Regions from separate parts of the Mus musculus genome. Here all the other regions are linked to region 3. A link is a contact called in public promoter capture Hi-C data. All regions are on one chromosome and are shown on one strand. The core of a region is the stretch at or near the end of the contact, and the rest is flanking DNA. Distances in the headings are between cores, read along the strand shown.

Region 1 (3,644 bases), core at 950-3,449, 1.4 Mb before region 3:
ACTGACTTGTTAGTTATAAGCTTCTAGAGTTTTGTTTTACTGGGTTACTGGAAGGTTGGACCACTGACCACAGTGGGTCTATGTCTGAGAAGGAACTAGTGGTTGAAAGTGAACCAGAGCTGGGCATACGGTGACAGGTCACTGCGTGGGGGCTAGCTAGAGACAGCCTGCAGGACTGAATCTGGGCAAAGAGTGGCTGGCAGTACTGTGGGAATCCTGCCATTCATTTTTAATATTTCCCGCAACACACTCTCCTGCTGTATATGATTTTCATAGATAGTTTGATACTGTAATATCTTTCACATCCAAATTATATGTTTTCAATATTTTTGAGTTTTTAAAAAATTTATCCGTGTGTGTGTGTGTGTGTGTGTGTGTGCGCGTAATCACCATATTGTGTTGAAGGTACTGTTTATTTCATCTTATAATGATCTAGGGCTTAATAATATTTCTTTTACATAGTGAGTGATAGATAAAAGAAAAAATAGAATTATAAACTATAGTTTTTCTCTATGAATTTTTCAAATTTCCTCTATGGCAACGTTGCCATTGTTGCAGAGGCATAGAACTAATATTTTTTTTTCTCATTCATAACTTTCCTGCAGAAGTCTTTGTCTTCTCTTTTGAAGGATGGTGTTGTAAGATATGAAATTTTAATTTTAGGAACTTCACTTTTGAAGCTGCTGCACTGTGGCAGGGCAAATTATTTCTATTGTGAAACGCAGTGAAATTTTGGTTTCTGCTCTTCTATATAGAAGGGGTTTTATTTGTCCTATCTAATTGTTTTAGGTTTTTCAACAACTAGTTATCCAATACCAAATGTTCAGCCTGATAACACATAAAAGCAACATTATACTGACTGAATGGGGTTTATTCATGTATTTAGTGGCACACACACACACACATGCACCATATATATATATATATATACATATATGTATGTATATACACACACATATATGTATGTGCATGTATATGTATATATTTCATGAACTTTTTCATTTGTCATTCAATGTTAATAGATAGTTTTTCTCTGTAGTGTTGTGTCCTGGTGTGGGTAGTGTTGAATCATAGATTCAAAGGAGTTCACATTTCCGAGAGTGCTCAACTCTAGACTGCTTTTTTATCAACCTGTCAGTTCTGCCTCAAGGAAGAAACATCGAAATGAGGGAAGAAAGAATTCAAGAGCCTGAAAATATAAATGTGCTTTCACCTGCAAATAGCATGACTGCATAATCAACTCATAGCAGCTGTGTTGGCCAAACAAGACCTGCACAAGATTAAGCCAGTTAAAAATCACTGGTAGATGAGAGTGAAGAGAGGGAGAGGGAGAGGGAGAGGGGAAGGGCGAGGGGAGGGGGAGCGGGGAGACACGGAGGCACGGAGGCACGGAGACACGGAGACACGGAGACACGGAGACACGGAGACACGGAGACACGGAGAAGGAGACACAGAGAAGGAGACGCGGAGGTGGAGACACGGAGATGGAGACGGAGACAGAGACTTGAGATGGCCAGCGCTTGAAAGGCGGTATAGAGTTGAAGGCTTCTAGGTAAAGTATGGCAACTTTACATTTTGAGTGACGATTGATAAGTTGCCCATTTCCCAGTGGATGACCCAACATCTGTGTACATATTGTCATCACTAAGTAGATTCCAAGAGTTCAGCAGCAGCAACAACAACAACATAAAACAAATACAGAAACACTAAAATAATGCGAATTTAAACTTAACAAGAGGAAATGAAATTGGCAAGCCCAATCTCTGGTTGCAGTCTCCCCAAACTCACTCCTACATCAGAGGAGAACAACACTCAGCAGGGGTATGCCTCAGTCTACCCTCCTCCCGTAAGAAATAAGGCCTCTTAATGGAGACATCTCCAGGACTGGAATGAATGCTGTTTTTTTTTTTTTTTCCCTTCTGGTAGAATAAGAGATACTTATTCCTCAGAGATTCAGGTTGAGGAAGAGAGGCTGTTGGAGCCAATGCTCACAGATGAGCTCACTTCTGTCCAGTAGCTTCACCAATACATTTTCCTGTTTCTCTGAGTCTGATGAAACAGAGAATCAACTGTAAGACGTCACATGAAGCGGATTTATTACTGACGTAGAAGCAGCAAGGGTAACTAACTATAATGCCAAGTTTGGTTGTAAGCTGGTCTGCCAAGGCTTGGAAAGCTGCCCAGGGCAGATGGTGTTTTGGATGCATGGGCTCCATCGCAGCAGACAGGAGGGCCCTCAAAACGCAGCTCCTTCCAGCTCTGTAGCTGAGGATCGTCAGACTAAGTGAGGTGAAGAATTAAAGGGGATAGGATGAAACTGAAATTGGACTGTTGTAACCACCTCCCTGCTGATCTGAACGCATTACAGTCTCAGCATTTTAGGACAGAAATATGGATCAGTTGAAGGCTCTGGAGAGTCCGGTATGAAGTGCTTGTAAGACTGTCTTAGGAGATTTTCCATTTCCTGCTGTTTCACTTACCCGCTATGCCAGTCTTTAAAATATCTATTTTACGTCTCTCTCCGGGCATTGTTATGAGGGCACCTCCCAGAGCTGAGGGTGATGGTTTGCCCATTGCATTGAAGGGTCCAAGAAGCATTATGTATTTTCCCTCTGCCTATACATTATCTATAAGGGAACAGCAGTGAGCTGCCTTGTCACAAAAGTTGGGAAACTTACTACATTGCCCACGCCTCCCAGTCCTCCTGGCACTGGAACTGTTTACCCTACTAGGAGTTATGACAGGTTTTTTATTAGGTATGAATGTGCTCATTTGTTTTCTTTTACAATGCTTTATTAAGGGCTCATTTAATAAATGAGCTTAATCCTATTTACACAATATTCTTAACACATTTTATACAATATATATAAAACACATTTTATACTTTAACTTGTTCACTTTCAGTTTAATTTTTGTTTCAATGCAAGAACACTTGTGAAATCTCAGCCTGTGGATATTTTCTTCTTATTTTTTCCTATACTTTCTTTCTTTATGAAATTTTAAGCTGATTCATGTGCAGTTCACCTTCATATTGACTGAAATGCTAGCTTTTTGAGGGGTTGAGATTCTTCCTACTCACTCAGTTTGATCCTTTCTGTAAATCCTTCCTTTTTCTATTACTCATTCTTTGTGTGCTCACAAAAATATTGTGTCTTTGGAATTCACATATGAGAATATTCAGATATCATTTTCTCACATATTTTTGACCTTCCTTGAGGAATTAAATGCAGGTATACTGAAATATCCAAAATTATTCCACTGTGAGCTGATCTTATTTTCATTCAGATTATCTTTGTATACTAAAGAGATAGTAGATGTATGAATATTTTCTCCTAGTGTCTAATTTTTTTTCTAATATATGTTTGCTCGATCCCATACATTCTAATCCCACAGTAGTTTTGTTTTCTTTTTGAGATCTTATAAAATATACTTTTAATGCTTAAACTTTATTGTTTGTACTTTAACATTTGCCACAGTTTAGATTAGTTTTTTTCTGATATATATTTTCCTGGATATATATTTTCCTGGAAATTTTCCATGATATAATTTGTACTAAAATCCAGACTTTCTGATTTTATGCATCAGCTGGTAATACCTGAATTGTGTATTTTTTTTTTTTTAGGGCTGTTCTCCCATTATAAAAA
Region 2 (3,797 bases), core at 36-2,535, 1.9 Mb before region 3:
TTGAGCCATGACTTTCTAGCCCTTTACATAAGCATCTTTACTTTGTGAAACCTCAGAATAAAACCTTTAAATTGCTGAACCAACTCCTGATCATTGAGCTTTCTTATCATGCACTATCTCTATTTATTTATTTATTTATTTATTTATTTATTCATTTATTATTTTTGGTTTTGCTTTGTCTCCCTCCATGATACTTTTTTTGCAAAGATCAAACATGCATTTGTATAAAGTCGTTTAATATGTTTAATAGGACAAGATCTGTTCTGCATTAGTGAGGCCACAGTATACACAGTCATTGCCTCTGTATGCGCATTGATCATGGAGAGTGTAGCTACTGAATAGAAACTTCAGAAACCCTGTAGAAATTTATCCGGTCTGTTCAATTGAAAATGGAGTATTTCCCCATTCCAGAAAATCCCCTAAGCCACGTTTACGTGCCAGCATTGTTTCTTTCTTTCTTTTTTTTTTTTTTTTTGTCTTTGGGTGTCTTAAAATTTCAGGGAGCTGAAAGCTACTGAACCCAATATGTTAGAATATACTACATCTACAAAATATTTTGCTGTGTTAGCATGAGCTCTCTCTCTCTCTCTCTCTCTCTTTCTCACACACACACACACACACACACACACACACTCACACACACACACCCCTGAGCACAAGCACTCTTGTTTAATCTTACATTGATTAAAATGAAGAGTGCAATATTATTCTTCGGTTCATATTCTATTTTAGTTTTTGTAGAGCAGATATCACCAGTATAACAAATGTTTTCTAGTCTTCATTTTGATGAAAGAAAAAAAAACAGATCATATTATATAAGTGTTAAGTGCATCTTATATTGAATACTGATAATCGTAATTTTCTGTGAGTATTTCCTAAGATCAGTCATCTATTTTATGACTGTACACACAGAACTTCGTCGCTTGAACTTTTTCCGCTTTATACATAGACATTTTTATAAAATATTCATAAGAAATTGTTGACTGTAGAACTGTGGCAATTCTCTGGAGTGATCCTGGGAGTTTTTCCGTCAATGAGCTCCATGTGGCTCTGGCAGCATGGGCTACGCTCCATAAATCAGACTAAAACCATTTTATGCTACTTTCTAAAATTACTGCTATCAACAAAACCCATGAGCCTGAATTACTTAATCTATGCAGATGTTGTTAACTGCATTAATTATTTAATTCTGGCAATAAAACAGCAGTTGTATTTGCCTTCATACAGACAAACCATTCACAGGGTTCGCTTTTTGAAAGAATGTGTAATAATATAACCACTAGATGGGAGTAGACAACCTTCCAAGCAATGAACAGTTTGCCACTGGAAGTCCCTAGACTTTGATGTAAGGTAATTCTAGGTTACTGTATCACATTTCTAACCAAAGCTCAAAGAGGATCCTTTGTTAACTATTGGAAGTTACATTGAGATTGAGTTGTTTATGTCAAGAACTGAACTGATCTGAAAACACTTTCCTCTCCAGGGCCAGGATTGTCATCTATATGATTTCACGGTGAGCAAAGGACGCAAAAATATACATTTTTTAATGTCTTTACTGACACAGAACCCACTTTAGATCATAGTTAAGAAACTAGTAGTTTGACAAATTAAATTCTTCGTTTTGAAGTACAGCTGTGTTCTAAAAATAATTACATAAACTAGACCTGAAAGAGAGGAATCGACTAAGCTCCCGCTGTCTTAAGAAAGATGGTTAATTGAATAGTTCATGCACATGTGCTGAATAATAAGCACCTCCAATCAAAGATAAGTATAAAACAAAATGAATGTTTTTAACTGGGTGAGCTGTGCCAGTGAGCCTCGACCGGTCAATGAAGTTATAATTGGTTCTAATTACAACATTTCAAGATGTTAATGATTTTGTTGTTGTCATTGTTAACCTGTATCTAAATCAAGAACAAAGGTAAAATAAAAAAAAAAAAGTTAGAGGAAGTAAACGTAAAATGACGAAGCTGCATAATTCTTTCACCTTAGTAACCATATCCAAAACTCAGATTACTTTCTAGTGAGGCAAAGATGGATGATGCACAAAATGTTCATCTTAAATGGCAGTAAAGTTTTTCCTCAAGAAAAAAACTGTAATCTTAATTTTAAATGTTAAAATGAATCTTGCTCATTTCATTATTGCTCTTACCACCCGTAGCAACACAGGCAGTGCAGTCATCAATATAAGGCAAAGGCTATATTGTCTGTTGAAATCTCAACCCTTACGACTCTTCTCAATTCCTGAAACCTGTCTGATTTTCCCTGTACAGCACTCATCTTCGAATCAGATTTGAGTTTTATGATAGTATGCTTTATTCATTTCTAATTGTTACTTATAGTTCAATTATAGATGTATTCTCTGGTTTCTCTTAATAATATGCTTCAGAAGGTTTTCAAAAATTAATCTCAGACTAGATTTTCTATATTGGATATTGTAACCACATTTTCCTGATTTCAAACTCAGAAGACCACTACTATTCAATTATATCTTCACAGATGTAAATTTTACTCCAGTTTTAATATTTTTTTCAAGTTAAATATTATCATTTTTAAATGGCAAAAATTTAATAATATGTTTTATGGCAATTTTGCAAATTTAAATAACTAAGTAAATGTTAAATATGTCTCTTATGCTATTAGCTTGTAATAATACGTCTGTCAAATTATGAGCAAGAAAAGTTGTCTTTGTAATAGTAGATAATAAATGCAATTTTAAAAGAATATTCTAACTAGATTTAAATATCTTTATCACAGCATTAAGGAAAAAAGAATTATGTAGTAAAAATAGTAAAAATAACATTATTTTTCTTTAATATGTTTTAAAATAACCATTCTAATTCATACAAATGTTAAAATCATATGAAATCAGCTTAGTCTTTCAAATGCAAATGTTACTATGAGCTTTAAGGGGATGGTAAATTGATTTCTGAAAAACAAGGCTATCGCTAGGAAACACATACAAATTTCAATTCAAAATCAAAAGTTATTTAATTATCTTATGTGAATAAGCCTTAACAGAGTTAATATAAAAATTCTTATACTATAATTTAATCATTTTAGTAAGAAAAGTAAAAAAAAAGTTACTAAATGGTTATTGTTCTATCTTAGCTTTAGTTTTAAATAATACAAATATTTTCATGTATAGTTACATTTATTTAAATTTTCCAGTTTTAGTACTATAAGGGTATACATTGATTAATTTTTGGAAGGAATGTAGTACTAAATGTGTTTACATTTTTCTGTTTTCTTTGGCCACCTACATTTTTTGCATAATTTGTTTTAGCATCTTACTGGGCTTTGCACCCTTTACTCTCTGCTTGTTTGAACAGTTACTTTGGACTCTCTTCAGTATAAAACCTCATAATAGCCACAAAAAAATGCACTGAGTGTAAGTGTTCTGCTGTATTTAAACTTTCCTATGTGTCCACTCCTCCATTAATAAAGACTGGCTTAAATATTTTTAACATAATTGAAAAATTTTTTATGTGCATAGTTTTGCTTGCATGTGTGTTTATGCACTGTGTGTGGAAGCCAAGTTTTCTAATCATAGTAAAATGAAAGAGTGAAAGACCTTATTAATTGTAAGTGACTAAATATAACATGTATTTATTCTATTATAATTTCTTAGGTGCTGTTAATATTTTATCTGATAATAGAAACATGGTTTTGCAAATACCCATACATTATATTACCCTATTCCCTTGTAAAATCACATATACTCATATATAAAAATACTCATATATATATACATATATATATATATATATATGTGTGTGTGTGTGTGTGTATAAATA
Region 3 (3,591 bases), core at 484-2,983:
AGGCTTCGTGTTCTCTGTAACCAGTGTGCTTTGCCTATATTGTTTTGTCTCCTTCCAAGATTAATCTATGAAGCCTTTTCCATTTCTTATGCATCTTTAAAGGGCACTTAAGAGACTTTTAAGCATAATTTCTAAAATATTCAATAGACCTAATGTCTAGCAATACGTAAAATTTAATACATAAACTACAGAAGCGACGTGATTGGAAAAGAAGGAAAACTTCATTTCTTTCTTTGGTATAATTATATTAGGCAAGTTAAACAACAGAAGAAAACCGTAAAAATAGAAAAGAATCTGGGGGCTGTAATCTCTTTTTATCTACACTATCCCTCCTGTACATATCAGAGAGAAACCAGCACACATTTCCAGAGGTCAACCAGGAAGTCCGAGGTTGAACTTTTTGTCCATCAGAAATAAAGGCTGATCATCAATGAGTGTTTATTTTTCTTTCCTTTTCTTTAAAAATATAGAACAATAAAAGGAAAATCCATCTTAAAATATGACGTACTTATCTACTCAGTGTGACCCTTGACATAGATGATTTGGCCATTACATTTTTAAGATTTTCATTTTACAATGTCAACCACCTCTTGCTTGCAAAGTGTGCAAAACTGCCTAATGGAAAACAGATTTCTCCACACACTTTTTTCTTGTAGCTAGGATTGGGTGAATTCAAGTGGAAATGTTGGTTACATTTTTAGTCTTAGCTTTTTTTAGAAAGATAATTACAGAATAATTATGGACTAACTACAGAAAATAGTAAATGTTTGCCCAAGTAGAAGGAATGGCTATGTGAATTTAGTACCTGGCGGCTTTCTTTAGAACTGAATGTTATTTACACAGCGAAATGGGAAACAATTCAAGTAGAGCAACCTATGAAAGACCCCAGAAAATGAGAAGCATGTAAGTAAAAACGACAAGAAACGTTTTCTAAGGTCCTATTTTGCCTGAGAAGAAACTGAAGATAGAAGGAGAGAAGAGGCGAGCATAAAACAAAAGACTTCCTTTCTCCAGCCCCACTTTCCCTGTTTCTTTTGTCATAGGTTGTTGTGAACTCAGGCAAACATTGAAAGGTTTTCTTTTGGGGGGCGGGGGGCACTTTTGATTAATTTTATTTTTCCAGAGATAGGGGAGTAGTAGTTAAACATGCCTCTCGAGTTACAGAACAGAAGTTCAAACTTTTGAAAACAAAAGAGAGGAAAAGAAAAGAAAGAAAGAAAAAAGGCAGAAAACCAAAGTTATCCGACCTGCTGAGGCTGCTAACAAAAAAGTAAAAGGCGTTCTAAAAGCATAGCTCAGTTTCACTGTCCGGGTCGGGGTCGGTGATTGGTAGTTGAGGGAAGGCTTGTTTCGCCTATGCCGTCTAGAAGACGTTGAGCAGCACTGCTATATACAGGAGTGTAAGACGGGAGAGTTATTCTCGGGTTTATTCAGCTCAGTGAAGCTGCAGTAGCTAAAAGCCAAGTGCTCCCGACTGCACGCCGCTGGCCTAACGCGGCTCGTCCCCGCTTTCCCGGCAACCGATCTGGGAGGGAATCCTGGACTCGCAACCCGACTCCGCTCGGCGTTGATTGGCTCCTGCTCAGGACCCCGCCTCCAAGGTAGAGGCGGCCACTTCGTAGGGACCCGCCCCCCGGCCGTGGGAATCGCCGCCTAGCAGGCGGGCTGCGGCTGCCACTCAGTCGGAGTGGCGGAGGCTCTGGGTTCGTAGCCCCGCCTCCTCCCCCCTAATTGATATTATTGGAGTGTGGAGCAAGCGGCCGGTCTGCAGTCGGAGACTTGCAGGCAGCAAACACGGTGCGAACGAACCGGAGGGGGGAGAGAGAAATCAAACAGCTAAGCGTGGAGCAGACGGCCTGGGACCCAGAAGGGGATCGATGCGAGGAGCGCAATAATAACAACAATAATAACCCACTTCGGAGCAAACAGCATCTAAAGAGCTGCGACCCAACTGCAGCCTAAAAAAATCAAACCTGCTCATGCACCATGGTTGTTCAAACTCGGTTCCCTTCGTGGATTATTTTGTGTTACATCTGGCTGCTTGGCTTTGCACACACGGGGGAGGCGCAGGCTGCGAAGGAAGGTAAGGCCAGAGGAAAGCAAAGTTTGTTCTGACTTATTTATTTCGCTGTCTACCTGCACGAGCCGACGGGTCCGCGGCGCTGGCCGCCGCGCCTCCGGCGCCGGGCGACCCTCCCTCGACCCCCCGCCCCCTCCCCGCCCTCAGTTCCAATCGACCAGAGGCGACCGGCCGGGACTAGTCGGGGCCCCGGAGCTCCAAGGGGTGGCCGGGGACTGGCGCGCGCTCTGCAGCCGGGCAGCTCGGGGGGCCATGGTGGCGAGGCTGAAGGGCGAGCGAGCTCCTTTGCATCCGGCATCTCGGGTCTTCAGCTCCAACCGCCGCGTTTGCTCCTTCTCTTGCGGTCGGCCTGCCGTGGACGCCACAGTGAGAGTTGGTTCGAAACCTGGGGAGTGGAGCTCCGCGTCGCCCCCAGCCTCCCCGGAGGAGCCGAGACTTCCGTGGCTGCGAGCGCTCGGGCTCCCGCCGACTCGCTCACTGCGGCGGCGGCGGCGGCGGCGGCGGCAGCGGCGCGGGCCTGCGGTGGGCGCTCGGCTGCCGCTCGAAACAATGCGGCCGCGAGGGGAGGCAGCGCGCGGGGCTCGGGCTCGACCCGCCGCCGGGAGGACTGGCCGCAGCCGGCAGTTTGCACGGAGAGGCCACCGAGTGAGAAGTCTCCCGTCACTTGGCCCAGGTCCGGTACTCCGGGAGTCCAAGTAGCCAGTCCTGGCCTCTGGGGACGAGTTCTGGTACGCGAGGGGAGGCTTCTTTTGACCACAGGATACGCCTGTACGTGGGTATTTTTCCCTGCGTCTCCTTTGAACCATTGGCAAAAGGTAAAATACCTTTTGGTGCCTGTAGTTGGAGCTGGGGAAAAATAAATCCTGTCAAAGGAAGTGTCTTGCTGCTAAGCAGTGTCACAATACCGGTACCTCATCTGACAAGCTTGCGTTTCTAAGGTTGATTTCTTGGATACTTTAGAAGCCTGTTCGGGGGTGTGGAGGGCGAGAGATCTGTTAGATTTAGGTCATAGCAGTACTAAAGGGAGGGGGCATACTGGTCCTCGATTCTTTTATTCCTAAAACTTAAGATTTCACGCGGCTTTTCTTTATTCTCTTCGTCCACCCTTCTTCGTTAACTCAACATCCCCAACCCGGTACAGTACCCTACTTTGGAACAGCCTGACCTTCTGGCCCCACTTTGCACATCTGCAGTCTGTGTTGACGCTGAATCCATTGAGAGAAAAACGTGCCTCTGAGCTGATGGTTATGTCTGCAGGTGGACCAGCATCTGCTACACACACACATACACACACACACACACACACACACACACACACACACACACACATCAAACATACATTTCAAGCCTCTTGACTTTGGTGACCAGAAACCGACACCCTGCCACCTTGTCCCGATTCCTCCGGAATAGCGGGATCTAAGGAAAAGTTTGCCCCGCACGGCGAAGCGGCGCGCGCGAGCTCTGGCAGACTCCAGCAGGAGTTTGAGCTATAAATAACTGCATCACTAGGG

What was found. Promoter capture Hi-C pulls out the DNA fragments that hold promoters and counts their contacts.
Region 1: a promoter capture Hi-C map of hippocampal neurons shows a contact between it and region 3, with 3 times the contacts expected there. The contact joins the enhancer-like site here to the promoter of Epha7 in region 3. A contact is called at or near these places in 2 of 39 promoter capture datasets (cranial neural crest and hippocampal neurons), 3 of 484 Hi-C or Micro-C datasets (cerebellar granule neurons and cerebellum) and 1 of 115 datasets of contacts at active chromatin or transcription factors (astrocytes).
Region 2: a contact with region 3 is called in a promoter capture Hi-C map of hippocampal neurons, with 52 times the contacts expected there. The contact joins the enhancer-like site here to the promoter of Epha7 in region 3. A contact is called at or near these places in 12 of 39 promoter capture datasets (the 3T3-L1 cell line, the HPC-7 cell line, HPC-7-derived erythroid cells and 8 more), 35 of 484 Hi-C or Micro-C datasets (the AML12 cell line, brain, cardiomyocytes and 19 more) and 9 of 115 datasets of contacts at active chromatin or transcription factors (SST interneurons, astrocytes, embryonic forebrain and 6 more).

Annotation. Positions count from the first base shown.
Region 1 is chr4:27,423,897-27,427,540 of GRCm38.p6, forward strand. No RefSeq gene overlaps it. Among named protein-coding and RNA genes, the nearest start is that of Gm25173, 270 kb to the right of the region's middle. Within about 2 kb of position 2,200, at least 19 of the 459 cell types and tissues checked have an H3K27ac peak or open chromatin away from gene starts, as enhancers often do. A contact at or near this core is called in cerebellar granule neurons, cerebellum and hippocampal neurons, where this site is marked.
Region 2 is chr4:26,929,001-26,932,797 of GRCm38.p6, forward strand. No RefSeq gene overlaps it. Among named protein-coding and RNA genes, the nearest start is that of Gm42264, 100 kb to the left of the region's middle. Within about 2 kb of position 1,286, at least 5 of the 459 cell types and tissues checked have an H3K27ac peak or open chromatin away from gene starts, as enhancers often do. A contact at or near this core is called in hippocampal neurons, where this site is marked.
Region 3 is chr4:28,811,398-28,814,988 of GRCm38.p6, forward strand. It overlaps Epha7 (Eph receptor A7), which reads left to right and starts at 1,734. Exons shown (of 17, transcript NM_010141.4): 1 at 1,734-2,083. The coding sequence starts at 1,987.